2 separate regions of the Arachis hypogaea genome follow, and region 2 is linked to region 1. Evidence: chromatin contacts called from public Hi-C data. All regions are on one chromosome and are shown on one strand. Each heading gives the region's core, a stretch centred on a gene start, on an enhancer-like site or on the middle of the called end of the contact. The rest is flanking DNA. Distances are from core to core; before and after follow the strand shown.

The links. Hi-C and Micro-C count contacts between places; a contact is called where the count stands out from the background.
Region 2: a Hi-C map of leaf shows a contact between it and region 1, with 4 times the contacts expected there. The contact joins the enhancer-like site here to the promoter of LOC112801244 in region 1. A contact is called at or near these places in 3 of 8 Hi-C or Micro-C datasets (all in leaf).

Annotation. Positions count from the first base shown.
Region 1 is chr1:30,471,291-30,479,063 of arahy.Tifrunner.gnm2.J5K5, forward strand. LOC112801244 (two-component response regulator-like APRR2) reads right to left here and starts at 4,206. Exons shown (of 12, transcript XR_011862241.1): 1 at 4,053-4,206; 2 at 3,049-3,272; 3 at 2,616-2,695; 4 at 2,412-2,478; 5 at 1,826-1,872; 6 at 1,504-1,581; 7 at 823-1,329; 8 at 300-440; 9 at 1-30.
Region 2 is chr1:30,824,136-30,831,908 of arahy.Tifrunner.gnm2.J5K5, forward strand. LOC112801274 (probable methyltransferase PMT14) reads right to left here. Exons shown (of 7, transcript XM_025843923.3): 4 at 7,444-7,726; 5 at 6,302-6,688; 6 at 5,844-5,921; 7 at 4,199-4,806. The coding sequence ends at 4,569. TRNAK-CUU (transfer RNA lysine (anticodon CUU)) reads right to left here and starts at 1,604; the gene lies at 1,532-1,604. Within about 2 kb of position 5,081, at least 1 of the 3 cell types and tissues checked has open chromatin away from gene starts, as enhancers often do.

The DNA.
Region 1 (7,773 bases), core at 2,956-5,455:
CAATATTTGTCTCTTATGCATTCTATATTTCTGTTAAAAGAAGGTGGAAAAAATTGTTGACTATGTCATACTCAATGTATGATTCACTTGGTTTAATTTGGTATAAGATTAGAGTCATGAAAGAAAACAAAGATACAATCAAATTTCTTGGAATCTTAAAAGCTAATCAACTCTTTCTCCATTCAGTAATTAGGATGGTGTGATGCAACATGTTCATCCAAGCGCATCAAAGACATTGCATCATGCATACAGTTTTGGGAAAAAGAAGAGAAAACTTGAAACTTGAATGAGCACAAGACCTGAAGATGGCTTGCAACATTATGCCTTGTCAGTCCCTCCACTTTCATTAGATCCATTATTCGAGATGGAATAGCTTGGTCAAGGCCTAGTTGTTCCACCGCTTTCACAAATTTTTTGTGCAGCTCGGGTGTCCAGTCTATCTGACACGCGAAACAAGCATCAAAACAGTTTTTAATATGGCAGAAACAACAATAAACGACAAATATACTTTTGCTGAAGTATTTATTCAAACTCATAAGTGATAGAGCAACGTAACTTTAGAAATTACATTTCAAAAGTTTGAGAACCATGCTATGTTTGAGTTTGATTATAATTTGTTTGTGGATCTAAGCTGCCGCATTGTCTTTAGTTTCAACAATATGACAGAGTATTTTAACACAACCAGATAAAGATTGGTTAAGAATATGAAACTTTTGCATCACAAAATTTCTTTTAACAACTTCATGAACGCAGAGCTATGTGTAATATCCATGTATCTAACACATTATTTGAATAAGACCAAACAGTCATAGATTAGCTTACTTTCATCTTCTTCCGATGAGCTTTCAACGTGCATGAATCCACTTTATTTGAAGATTTTGTATTACCATCATCGCTGCTAAGAACCTTATCATTTGTATGCTTATAAACAGAACTATCATGGTTCCCATCTCTAGAACCTTCCGCTAAATTCTTGACCAAAGTCTTTTCAGTGTTCATTGGTTCATTAGGATTATTACTTTCAGAATTCAAATTTTCACATGTAGTTTCGACGGATTTCGATTCTCCTTCTCCATCATGTTCCCCACTCTCCTTTTCTATTGAGCAATTAGTCTGCTCTGGACAATCGCCATCGTCCATCAATCTCAATCCCTGATTCAATTGGGGGGTCGATGGAGCCGGATACTTATCGCTTCCAGGATCAGGATCATCATCAGTATATGTACTTTCTTGTTGTTCATTGTCTGTTTGGAGCTGCAACATGGATACTACAGATTCTTTGACCGGTTTTAGCGATTCGGACATAACACTTGCACTAGCATTGAATGCCTGCTCAAGTTTCAACCATATCAGAAACCACTTTGCTCATATTATATACTAATAATCAAAAACAAAAGTACATGTGAAAGAATTTGAAGTGGGCAAAAATATACGCCAAACTCTTAGACATATATTTTTGTCTATTTACTCTGAGAAATGTAGTGTTACAAAATATTAACAGACCTTGTGAACCACATGCTGCCATATATTTCGAAGCTTGTCCTCGGAGAGAGGTTTGTGAAGGAACTCAACTGCACCGAGCTTAAAGAGAAGAGTGAAGCGAAGAGTCAAGAGTTGAGCATCACAAGCAGAACAGACATGAAAATGTGCTAACTTTATGAAGCACTAATTTGAATGGAGAAGATCAAATTTGGTCTAGAATTAATAAAAGATAACCAAAAGCATGGATTACGGCAATGCAAAAAATAGTGGCAAACCAATGAAATAGAAAATTGTTTTGCTAAAAGAATATTTGGATAATCAGGGATATTAAACGAAATATTACCGCTATGCATTTCATCATGGTGCTCAGGCAATGATCGTTTGAAGTCACTGCACAAAAAGATGTTAATATCATTGGTTAGAAAATTAACAGTCTTCCAATGTCATGTTCCATTGTAGACACTGATCAATTGGTGAAAGCTTCTTGTCATGAAATCACTTTTGCGAGAAAAGCTTCTATGACCTAAAAGTCTAAAGTTGGATCCTTTGTTGACCGCAAAAGAAAGAATAAAAGGAGAAAAAATGCCTATGCAAAAAAAAATCACGCAAACCTAGACAAGGCTTTTGCGCAAGACCTCTTGTTAGATTAAGCTTTTGAGAGAAATGGTTTTATGACACTGCTCAATGAGAAAAAGAATTTTTCACCATATGAAAAACAGATCCAAGCAACAATCACAAAAATCAAAAGCTTACAATTTTCCCGATTTCCCTAGACCTGCATAAAGTGATGGTGAAAACTGAAAAGGAAAATTCGCAATGATTTTTATCTACTTACTTTGGAAATGATTTTTTCTAATTAATTCATTTGTCAGTGCCATTGAAAACAGAGTGCTTATGCCATGAAAAATAGTTTTGGTTTCTTTACTTACTAATGGTTGGCAAATCCTTGGCATTCTCAAGAAATTTGAAACCTCCTTGGCCGCTGTTTATACTCACCTGCAATAATAATTGAAATGCACGTGGTTACAAAGAGATTAAGACAGCATCCCTCTCTTATGTTCCTTTCCTATTTGAACTTCACAATTACAACGATTATGATTTATAATTTGTTGTGATAAATGAAAGTTTGTTACCTCCACTATGGCAATGTGGAAGCTTTCGGATCTACTTGAGATCGCTGATAAGGCTTCATTCTCGTCGCAGAAAGCAGAAACTGCACAGAAAATTTCGAGTCTTAGTTACTAAGAAAATTAACATAATGGGCTCAATTATCAAAATGGAAAATTTTAAGAAGAAGAAGAAGAAGGCATTCAATCGAATTTTATATTCTTTTCAGAGCATCTAAAATCTTAGACCAAAGTTTCCCAAAGAACCATATTAGGACTATATAAAGCCATGTTTCTTGATTTCTTAGAAATGGTGGCCAACCTTAACCATCTAATTAAGGTAAAGTGGGAATATTTGCAACAAAAAAGAGTCTAATGTATAATGATGAATTTAGTATTAGACATGCCTAGACAATATAAGAAAGAAGGGATCCCAAAAGAAAGGGCTAGCTGTTGCTACCATTATAGTCCATGGCTTCAAGCTTTGGTTTTATCTCGGCCGCGGAAGTGGCGTCTCCTTCAAGGAGAAGAACCTTGAGTCCCTTTGGGAAATCCTTCCATTGTTGTAAATCATTGACAGTGCAAACCATAGCTTGCTTGGCATCGTTTCGCCGCACCCCACAGAAGAAGAAAGTGATGACAGATCAATATCACTTCTTAACCACCATCCAAATCCAATTCCTTCTGCAAATTAAGTTAACTGATCAATTGTTTCAAGGAACTATAGTAGAAACACTATTGCATACTTATGAAGCTTATAGCAGATAATAATGAAGAACATATTGTAGTGTGTAAAGATCTCATATGTTGATGACACTTTCTAGTTTCAACAGAACAGCAATAAGACAAAGACCATGGTGATTGATTAAGATCTTACAGAAAAATTAAAAAAATATAAAAAAACACTCAAAAATTATTGTTGAATAATGAGAAAACGGATATAGTAGAAGAAAACTATGCGACAAAGCTAGCATTTCTTTTCAGGTAGATACACCAGAAAATTTATAGAACCCCAGAAAGATAATAATAATAAAAAAAAGAAGATGATCAAAATTAAAAAAGCTTAGGCATAAACATAAATATACATGATACATGCATGCACTATTATTTTAATCCAAAAGTAAACAAAAAACCCATAATCTAAACTTATCCGGAAATGAACATTTCGAAATAAAGTGAATTAGCATGCACCCAAGAATAGTAATGGAAAATCATTAAACTAAACAAACAAACAAACAAAATAAATAAATAAAGAATGCTCTTTGTGAAGCCATTTTATATATAACTACCTTGACATAAATAAAGGATATTAAATATTTGATGCTTGAGATTAACTAACGCCAAAGCTAAAGTTTGTGTTACTTTTTCCTGCTCTTATTATTAAGAGGGGAGAGGGAGAGAGAGAGAGAGAAGAGAAAAGAGTAGAGGAAAGGGAAGAGAATTGAAGAGTATAAGAGAGGATGCCTGTGACTTTGTGAACAGTTGCTATCATGTAAGTTACGGACCACAGCAACTATGACTGAGAACCTTTCTCATAAATCTACCATTCTGCCACTTATTTCAGTGGTGAATATTCCAGCATTACATATTAATGTTATTATTCTACCAAAATTAAGACATGTCTTTGGAGCGTGATAAGCAATTATAATAGGACAAAAGTTGAAAGACGATTTATTGTTTCCTATTAGTATTTTTAGTCATTAACTTAATAATTTTAGTCTAGTAACTCAATAATATATTTTTAGTCCATATTTTTTAATATTATTGATTAATTACCGACTAAAAATAATACATTTTTCTAATCCTTTAACATTCTTTATTATCATAATAGTTCAACTATGGAGAGAATTTTCTTTCGGCCCATTAATGTCGACTAACTTTTTTAAATTATTTTTTATTTTAAATTTAAATATTCAATAACTATCAATTTTAAATTATATAAAAAATAGAGTTTTATAAATAAAAATATATTAACTAATTTTTATTCTTATCGTCATATTCCTTAAATGTTTATTAAAAAGACACTCGTAATGATAAGAATGATTTATTAGATTATTTATCAATAATTTACCGAAAAAACTCTTACAGTAAAATTTGAATTTATTTTCTTAAAATATACTACTGAATTTAAATCTTTATTTTTTTATTTATTAGAGTTAAATTTAAAATTATTTTACAAGATATATTATTAATATAGGACCTGAAATTTTATATTGCTAACAAAAATAATTTTGATATATACGAATAATAAATAAGTTCTCAAAATATTTTAAAACATAACCAAAAAATAATATATTAAATATATATTTTCAAAAAAAAATTAAAGATCAGATTTTAATGTTATATTTTATAAACATTATTAAAAAAATAAAATAATTTTATCTTTAAAATTTGATGAACATCAAGTAAATATTATTTTATTATTTGTAAATGATCAAATATTTTAAAAAAATAAAAAAATAAATTAGAGCTCAAATTTTGCTCTAATTTTTTATATGCACTAGAATTCTAAATAAACTAAATGTTTGCACCAAAATTCCAATCAAATCGAAAAATTGTTTGTATAACTTTAGAATTTTTGTCATAATTTTTAAATTATTCGTGAGGTTATTTAATTTATCATTCATCTCTTTTAAGATTAATTTTATAATATATTTTTTAAGAAGAGATAGATTAGAGTTAAACACAAAATCTCACACCAAAATAAAATACATAAACAAAATTAACCCTAAACCACAAATTTTACTACTTTAAAATTGTGCTTAAATTATAAAATTCATCTAAATATTAAAACAGATACAAACACAAAATTCTTTCAATACTATTATTAATTGATTTTAATAACTATGTCCAGTCAAATTTGTTTAATAAATTAAAACAGATATAATCATATAAATACGCAAAATCTTTTAGTGTTATGCTAAGTGATTTTAATAATAAGTCTAACGAACTAAATTTATTCAATGATTCATCGGCTCAAAGCCTACCATATTGAGGCGGTATGTCAGACATGTACAAAATCAATCCGACTTGGTATATCAATATAATGTTACGATCTATATGGTATTAATTTGATTTTTATTTTTTTATTTTATTTAATTTTATTTAAATGATTTAAAATTTAATTATAATTTTTTAATTTAAATTATTGGAAACAAGAGAGTAATTTAAAAAAGTGTATTATTCAAGTTGTGTGTAAAAGTACAATGTACAAAAGGTATATATAGGTGCTAGAAAAATTAGAATAATAAAAGTATAGAATCCTACAATTAATATACAGATATGTTATATAAATATAAATGATACTAATTAATCTAAATTGATTCAATTATTCTCTAACATCCCCCATCAAAGTCAAGTGGAAGTTAAAAATACCATCTTGAGTTTGGATACAAGAGTCTGAGAACGAGTCGGATAATGAGTCTTCATAAAGATATCAACAATCTGATCCAATATTCCAACAGCAATGAGACAAACAACATTAATAAGGATATGTTGTCGAACAAAGTGACAATCAATCTCAACGTGTTTGGTGCATTCATGAAACACATCATTATAGAGCAATCTGAATAGCACTGCGGTTGTCACAAAAAATATAAGTCAGGGACAACTGAGGAGCACCCAAGTCTTCGAGAAGCCAACGAATTGAGACAACCTCAGTAGTAGTGACAGCGAGAGCAAGGTATTCAACTTCTGTGCTTGATCGGGCAGTGAACGTTTACTTCTTAGCTCGCCATGAAATGAGAGAGTCGCCAAGAAACATACAATAACCAGTAGTGGAACGACGATCAGTGGGATCACCAGCCCAATCAACATCTAAGTAGTACGAGAAGTTGACAAGAACTGTGCTTTTTCATGTGCCTAAATTTCTTCATGCATTGCTTGCTACCAACATGGATTTGTGGATGCTTCTTTGAATGACTTAGGTTTATGGAGATGAAGAATAGTAGAAAAACAATAATAATCAAGAAGATAAGGAGGTGGATTTCTTACCCTAGAAGAACTAGTGGAAGGAGGAAGCATGACAGTAGGAGTAGGATCATCGTCCAGTCTGGAATCATCGAAAGATGGAGAAGGTGGAAGAGCAGGAAACTGTAGAGGTTTACTTGAGATAGAACCTGTAGAATCATCACTAGAAAAAAGATCAACATTGGGGTTAGTGACAAATTGTGACTGAGTAGGAGGAATGGACTCAAATAAGGAAAACTTAGAAAACATGTGATGCTCCCAGAATACAATATGACGAGATATACGAATACGTCTAGAGAGAGAATTCCAAGAACGATAACCCTTATGTTCAGTGCCATAACCAAGGAAACAACACATGCAAGCCCGAAGTTCAAGTTTACTATGTGTGTGAGGGTGAAGAAGAACAAAATAGACACAACCAAAAACTCGAAGAGAACTGTAATCTGGAGAGGTATGATAAAGATGCTCAAAGAGAGTAATGTTACCAAGGACAGAAGAAGGAAGTCTATTGATAATATGAACAACAGTAAAAACAGTTTCACCCCAAGTACGCTCAGGACATAAAGAGGAAATAAGCATTACACAAACAGAGTCAAGAATTTGACGGTGTTTGCATTCAGCTCGGTCATTTTGTTAAGACGTATCAGCGCAAGAAAACTTAGACAAAGTACCCTGTTCTGCAAGAAAGTTTAAAAGTTTGGAGTCACAGTATTCCATAGCATTATCGCGTCAAAAAACTTTAATAACATTGGAAAACTGAGTTTTAATCATGGTAGCAAAAGTAATATAAAGGGATAAGTACTTTTTTCGTCCCCAAGGTCTGGAGTCAAAATCAAAATCGTCCTCGACCTTTTTTTGTTATTAAAATCATCCTCAATGTTACAAAACGTTATAAAATCGTCCTTTTCTATTTTTTTGGACCAAATTACCCTTAACTATTAATAAAAATTAAAAAAAAACCCCACCCCCACCCACACCCATCAGCATCTCTTCGCCTCTCCCCCTAAACCCCCAATTTCCCTTCCTCCTACACCCACCCCCAAATCCCATCCCATCCCATCCCATCCCATCCCATAATCATCATCATCATCATCATCATCATCATCAGTTCCCACTCCCTCACCCCCCTCACCGTCGCCCCTCACCCCCGCACCGCTGCGGCCCCTGCGTCCAACCCGCCACCGCCCCTGCGTCCAACCCGCCGCCGCTCCACGTC
Region 2 (7,773 bases), core at 3,831-6,330, 350 kb after region 1:
TAATTGATCTAAATTGATTCTAATGATTCTCTAACATTCCCCCTCAAACTCAAGTGGGAGCTAAAGATACCATCTTGAATTTGGATAACAAAGTCCGGAAATGAGTCGGGTGATGAGCTTTCGTGAAGAAATCAGCAGTCTGATCCAGTGTTCCAACAGCAATGAGACAAACAGCATTAGTAAGGATACGTTGCCGAACAAAGTGACAATTAATCTTAATGTATTTGGTGCGTTCATGAAACACATCATTATGGGCAATCTGAATAGCATTGCGGTTATCACAAAAAAACATCAGTAGGGAATGACCGAGGAGCACCCAGATCTTCGAGAAGCCAACGAACCGAGATAAGCTCAGCAGTGGTATCTGCGAGGGCACGGTACTCAACTTCTGTGCTTGAGCGAGCAGTGAGCGTTTGCTTCTTGGCACGCCAAGAAATGAGAGCGTCACCAAGAAACAAACAGTAACCAGTAGTAGAACAACGATCAGTGGGATCACCAGCCCAATCAGCATCGGAGTATGTCTCAAGAGATAAAGAGGAATGGGTAAAAAAATAAAGGCCATGAAATAGAGTGCCTTTGATGTAGCGAAGAATGCGAAGAACTGACACATAATGAGTAGTGCGAGGAGCTGACAAGAACTGGCTAAGTACACGAACTGGATAGGCGATGTCTGGTCGGGTGACAGTCAAGTAGACGAGACCTCCAACTAACTGTCGATAGAGAGTCGAATTATCCAAAATAGTGCCATCCAGAGGGGTAAATTGAACATTAGGCTCAAGAGGAGTAGTCTCAGTGCGACTATATGTAATCCCAGCACGAGCAAGAAGATTTGAAACATACTTAGCCTAAGAGAGATAGATGACCAAGAAAATAACTGAGAGAACCAAGATCTTTCATCTCAAAGATACGGTGAAGTGAGGCCTTCAGATCAGAGATACCATCAATATCATCTCCAGTAATGATCATGTCATCAACATACAAAAGTAGAAAAACAACTCCACGCTCGCTTTTACGAATGAAAAGGGCATTCTTATGAGGGCTAGAAGTAAAACCAAGACGCATATAGTAGTGCTGAATTTGTCAAACCATTCACGAGAAGCTTGCTTAAGTCCACAAAATGCCTTGCGAACCATGTTAGAAACAAGAGACCAAGTTGAAGAAAGTGTGATAAAAAGTACAATATACAAGAGGTATTTATAGGTGTTTAATGAATTAAAGTAATAAAGACATAGAATCCTATAATTAATATACAGATATGCTATATAAATATAAACGATACTAATTGATTTAAATTAATTCTAATGATTCTCTAACCATTACTATAGAGTATATGTTCCATTATTCATGATAACTATTATTCATATATATTCTTCCATTATTATGGGGTTGTGACAAGAACCCTTAGATGCACTTAAAGAGGCATTATTCATGAAAACGAAACGAATTTTGTAGAAAGCAAAAATGGTGTGGATGAGGCATCCCATTAGCATGGACAATAACCTTTTGTTTCATAATAATTAAAAATTATTTACGCCCACCGTGGGGCTCGAACCCACGACCACAAAATTAAGAGCCTTGCGCTCTACCAACTGAGCTAGACGGGCTTGTTATTAACTCAACTTCCAATGATATTAATTTCTTTTTGGATTACTTTCCTGATTGTTGGGTGAATAGTCTTATTCATATTCCACGTAACTTCAGATATATTCGGAGAAAAAAGGATCATGCTTTACAGAGTCTTATTAATTACTCCAAAGGGAAAATTTATAAACGTGGCAACTGGGAACCATATAATTCGCATTAAAAGAAGAATGTTGAATTGTTGACTTTAAAATTACTATATGTGTACCACATCATCATATATTCAGCTGAATTGACAGATACTAATAATCTTGAATTCGATTGAGACGATGAACTAATTTCAAATATAATAAAACTATGATAGAACGAGAAAAAAAATAAAGAATATTGTACTTTATATTTTTTATAAAAAATTTATAAAAATAAAGTTAAATATATATAAAGGAGGGTAGAATTCTTGAGGTAATTGGTACTCTTCAGTTGCTGACCGAAATAAACATATTAGGAACGGAGGAGGATATGGGGAGTAACTATAATTTGTTTTATATTAAATAGGTACACAATTAAAATCAAAGCACTAATACATGTTTGGTATTGTAATAAAGTTGCTAAACCATGAACGCAATGAAGTCACTTCCCTAACCATAACAATATATAATGTGACCTTGACTAGGCATGAAATTATGTCAACTTTCAAATGCGCCACAACTAGACCTTGTGTTGTCAGCACCTAATCCCTATGCTTAGCTTAAACCTACATTCCTAATCTGCTGCTTGTAGTAAAATTTAGAGCACATAGAATAAGATAATGTTTCGAAGGTTATGAAAATCAAACTAATTGCTGAATTGATGATTAAAGGTTCTAAAAATCAAATCATTGATGAAATTAGAAGTTTAAAAATTTAAAAGTTATAATTAAAATTTAACCGAAATTAAATTTGATACATTAAAACAGTATATTTATATATAAAATATATTTTTTCAATAAAAAAACTTTCTAATCAATTAACTGCAAAAAAAAAAATCATATCAATTTAACTGGTTTATTAACTTTTTTGACAAATATTTTTTATTTTTGGTTGATTCAGTCACAACCATTTTTTTTGCCATGATCAGACCAATTTGGTGACCAATTTTCAGTTTAATCTGATTTGGTCCAGCTCAAAACCATGGCATTTTCAAACGGATATGCATGTTCACAAGTTGATGATATTTTAGAACAAAGATTTTTTTAGAGTTCTGCTATACATACAAGCCTTTTTGGCTTACAAGCTATACAAGTTGCTCCAAGTTCAAGAAAAAAACATGCGCCCCTTCAATAACACGTTCACTCTTCGTCTTCTTTCTCAATCAAAACGCAACTTATTAAAAAAAAAACACGCGCCCCTTCTACAACACGTTTACTCTTTCTCTTCCTCGATCAAAATGCAAATCATCAAGATTCAAGGGACATTCGAAACAAACTACTACGATTCTGCAGAAACGTTCCAACTCCTCGCGAAGAGTAGAAGAAATCAAGAAGAAAAGATACAAATCTCCATCAAAAATCACGAGAAAAAAGGAAGAAACATTATTCAAGGTACTGTTTTACTGTTCTTCTAAGTTTTTTTAAAAAAAAGAAATATACTGTCTCCCCCTGTTTTGGGTATATTTCTTAAATTCTTTGGGTGTATTTCTGTCTCCCCCTGTTTTGGGTGTATTTCTTAAATTCTTTGGGTGTATTTCTGTAATCCTTTCTGTAATCGTTTGGGTGTATTTCTGAAATTCTATTATCTTCAAAACAATTTCAAAACTTGATTTCATAAACCATGAAAATCGAAAAACGCACGAAGGAGATCCAACAAATTTGGTAAGAAACTCGAAAAAAGAAACGAAATCTTTTAAAAAATAAAAGTTATATATTTGTGCATTAATTGATTTGAATTAATTTAAAATTCTGTTAAAATAAAATTCTGTTAAAAGGCACGTAACATAAACAGCACATTTAGGCTTAGTTTGGTAAAGCTTTTACTTTTTAAAAGTAGCTTATAAAAGTTAACTTTTAAAAGATGGCTTTTTAAAAGTTGTAGCATTTATGTTTGGTAAATCAAATCAAAAACAACTTTTAATAAACATAAGTAACATCAATTGTGTTTGGTAAAATAGCTTTTAAAATTTAAAAATACTATAATAGACATAAATGCAAACATTAAATTTGAAAATTAGTTAACATATGAGGTTATATTAGACTTTTAAATTTTGAAAAGCACAAGCCAGCTTTGAAAAGCTCCCTCCTAGGTGCTTTCAAAAGCACCCCTAACTTTTAAAAGCCGCAAGCACAAGCACTTGAGCTTTTTAATTTACCAAACGCAAAATGACGTGCTTGTGCTTTTTAAAAGCACAAGCACCTCCTGAAAAAGCTTTACCAAACCCAGCCTTAATAGGTGGGTTTCGTTCAAACTTGTAAATGCAAAACACTTGTACGTAGAGATTAATCTTTTTTTTTAAACTTCAAAAGTAAAAGAAAAAGAACGAGCGAAAAATAGGAAGAAATTTATTTTAAATTTTTAACCTTCAAGCCTCTCTCCTTTGCCTTTCTTGTTTTTCCCCTCTAATATCTCAACTCACAAACACACTCTTAAAACCGAAAAACGAATAGTGGGATTTCAATGCTTCAATATTCCTTCACCATGATTATTCAACAGAATATCCTTAGATTAAATTATCTTGGTAGCCGAACTTGTGCTAATCTATATCTAAATAAACTTAATAAGACTAGTTAAGACCTATTTTATCTACACTTGTATAAGGCAGGCGTAGAATAAGCTTACATAACCAATCTTTTGCTTTTACTTTGCACTATAACAATTTCTATTTTTTTTCCCTCTTTTTCTTTTACCCTTTTCTTTTTGCACTATTCCTTAATGGCTCTGAAACCTTGATGGTTGCTGCATGCTGAGATCTGAGAGACAAGTTTCACTTTCATACCCCAAAAAAATGCAATGGTTTTATTCCTCACTGGAGGTGCTGTTATTGCTGCTGGAAACCCAGTATTCTTTAACAGCAACCAATATCTTCTCAGGCACAAGAGGGCCATCCTCGTGATCCACCATTTTGGCTTCCCATCTCATCCCCCCAACAATTTTCTTGACCTTGTTCAGGACATCGACTTCGTCTCTGATGATGACGACTCCTTCGGGTCTTAGGATTCGGTCCATTTCAATAAGGATGTCTTCCAGGTTGCACCTGTTCAAACAACTCATCAACATTTAAAAATAAAAAGTAGAGATAAGGATAACCCTAAACCCTAAACACTAAAGGACTATTAAGGTTTGTCATCAACTTAATGGGATTATTATGATTTATGAAACATGGTTAACATGTTCAAAGGATTAACATATCCCAAACTAAAAGTAAAATATGTCCAAATTATGCTTTTAAAGATTTAAAACCCATATATTGGGCCTCCTGCAAAAGCCTGAAGCTTGGAATAGGTTGGTCCGTGATAAATGTTTTAGCTCGTGGCAAATTGGCAATTAACAGGAGGAGCCTATTTAGCTTTTTTCACATGGACTAGGCCTTGTGAATTGTGATGCATTTCAAATAATGGAATTTGGGCTCACCTAAAATGAGTGATGCAATTTAAGATCCTAAGGCCTGTTTGGTTTGAGAATTCGTTTTCTATTTTCAGCATTTTATGAAGAAAAAAATAACTAAAAGCAATAAAATCTTGTTTTCTATTTTCATTTTTTTTTACAAAATCCTAAAATAGAAAACAATGAAAACACAAACTTAACAGGTCCTAAGGGTGGGTTTGTGAGTTGGAATTTTCGAGGGAAAGGTAAGGAGGAAAGGAAGACTAGTGCTAAATTTTGAATTTTTACTCCCCTTCCCTCCATTATACTAACTCACAAACAACCCCCTAAAGCGCATCCTCGTAACTACCAACAAGGCCTTTGAGGACAGCGCAGATGGCATTTGACAGTGCCTTGTGATAGGTATACCCGGGAAGTATGGTGAAACGTATTTAACAAGTGCACAATCTAAACATTTTACCAACAATTTAGAAATCCCCAATTTTTGAGAAACTACTGCATTGAATTACTGTTGCAAGACCCCAAAAGAAGAAAAAAAGTATTTATAAGTAACATCTAGAAAAGGGACTTGAGTTTGCATTATATGCCAAGAAACTTGAATAAGAGCTTGTTTCTACTTTCAATGAGATATAATCTTAGAATCCACATACTATGACTATGCACATGGAAGAGGAGGAAGAAACTTACGAGTCCTGGTACATGCTAAATAAACCATTTGCATGAATGAGATCATATGTCCTGGGGTATGTAGAAAAGCCTTCACACCTGAAGAAAGAAGAAAACTGACATTAAATAATGCATAGTCATAGTGCATAACTTGCTTCAACTAATAAACTGATTAGCAAAATTCATAGCATGTTCAATTATCTGTAGCCGTCATATGAAATACAATACAGCGACATACCATTATTTGAAGAAACAGTACCAATATCTATTTTCAAGTGGTTCCAGAATATGGAGAAGAACAATATGCTAATTTGAAGCTCATTTTGCCTTGCAGTGGTCAAATGAATAATCATACAAAAACCCACCATGAAATGTCGAGATAAATAATTTTTGAAGTATAGGGAAGACAACTTGCATGGAAAAATTCACATGAAATAAGAATACTTGCAGGAGTATTAAGAGAACTTTTAGAAACTTACCAGTCATGGTAAATGCCAATCAGACCTCTCTCGTAAATAACACCTAAGGTGTTCTTAGCACTCGTGGGCACAACATTCATAACCCAGGATTTTGGTGATTCAAGTGCAGCTGCAAATCCTCCAAGCTCTGCATTCATGTCCATCACATTTCGATATCTGGTAGTGCCAATCAACTTGTTCATTCTTTTGTAAGCATTAACATGCTTTTTCCATAATTTGTTGTCCTCTTCATAAGATTCAGCTGTAACATCGGGAACAATGCCCTTAGCTATTCGAGGAGGGACAGCATAAAGCCTAGCGGGAAACTTCTTCAATTCACCTCCAGCAACTTCACTTTTGCTGGATACCTCAGGGAAAGGGGTCTGACAGCCCTCCATCTTTTTGTACCTATACATAAACACACCAACCCCATCCAAATGAAAAATAATCAGAATATAAACAACAGATCTAATATGTCTACACATTAATAAACATCTATATAATATCAACAATTTAAAAGCATAGAGAAACTAAATCCTACACAATACAATTGCAAATTAATATTGAATATTGGATGCACTCATAATCAATGCCTCAAAAATGAAATCCTACATAATTTCAACAATCAAGCTAATACTTTGGTTTATGTACTCAGGCTCTCTGAAAATAACTTGCAAAGTATTTCTCTCTTGTGTGGAAATCAATTTTACTAAGTTATCCAATGAAGGTGTTTGTTAATGAGTGTCCTCACTTCTAAGGGTTCTCTTTAAAGAACAATAAACAGAAGAATTTTTATAGAAATTTAAAATCTTTGAAGTTTCTAATCCACTGAATGCATCAAAATCTTCAAAAAATTTCCACTTTTGACTTCTTAAAGATTGCCCTAAGGAGATTCATTAACAAAACCATAATATTTAATACCCAACAATGCAGGTATGTTCTCAATCTAAATTAAGCCTAGATCATCTCATGGGACATTTGATATTATAGAGTTTGCAGTGAAATTATTTCTGAAAACATAGATCATAATGTATCATAACAATAAATAGAACTAGATAAACAAGTGAAATTCTGTTCAATCATCAAAATTACTTGAACTATATTTGAAGATTATAAGTATATTGCATATCCGAATGAAGTACATGAAGATAAACAGGACATACCAAACATCATCAGCATTATCTGAATCACATAAGTTGGGAGACTTTCTTAGGCAGGATTTAGCATTTATCTTTTTCCTCCAGATAGCAATATCACCCTTTTCATACTTCTTTTCCCAGCAAAGACTTTCAGCTAACTCCTCAATATTTCTCTGCTCTGCCTTGACGTCCTCCTTAGACCGCTTCCATGTCTGATAGTATGTTTTCCAATTAATTGGAGGCCCAGATAAAACCCAGTATCCACCAGGCCTCAGGACTCGATCAACTTCCATTAGATACATGCCCGCTGTATTCATTTAACGGGTGCAGAGTCAAAAACTTAATGCCTATAAG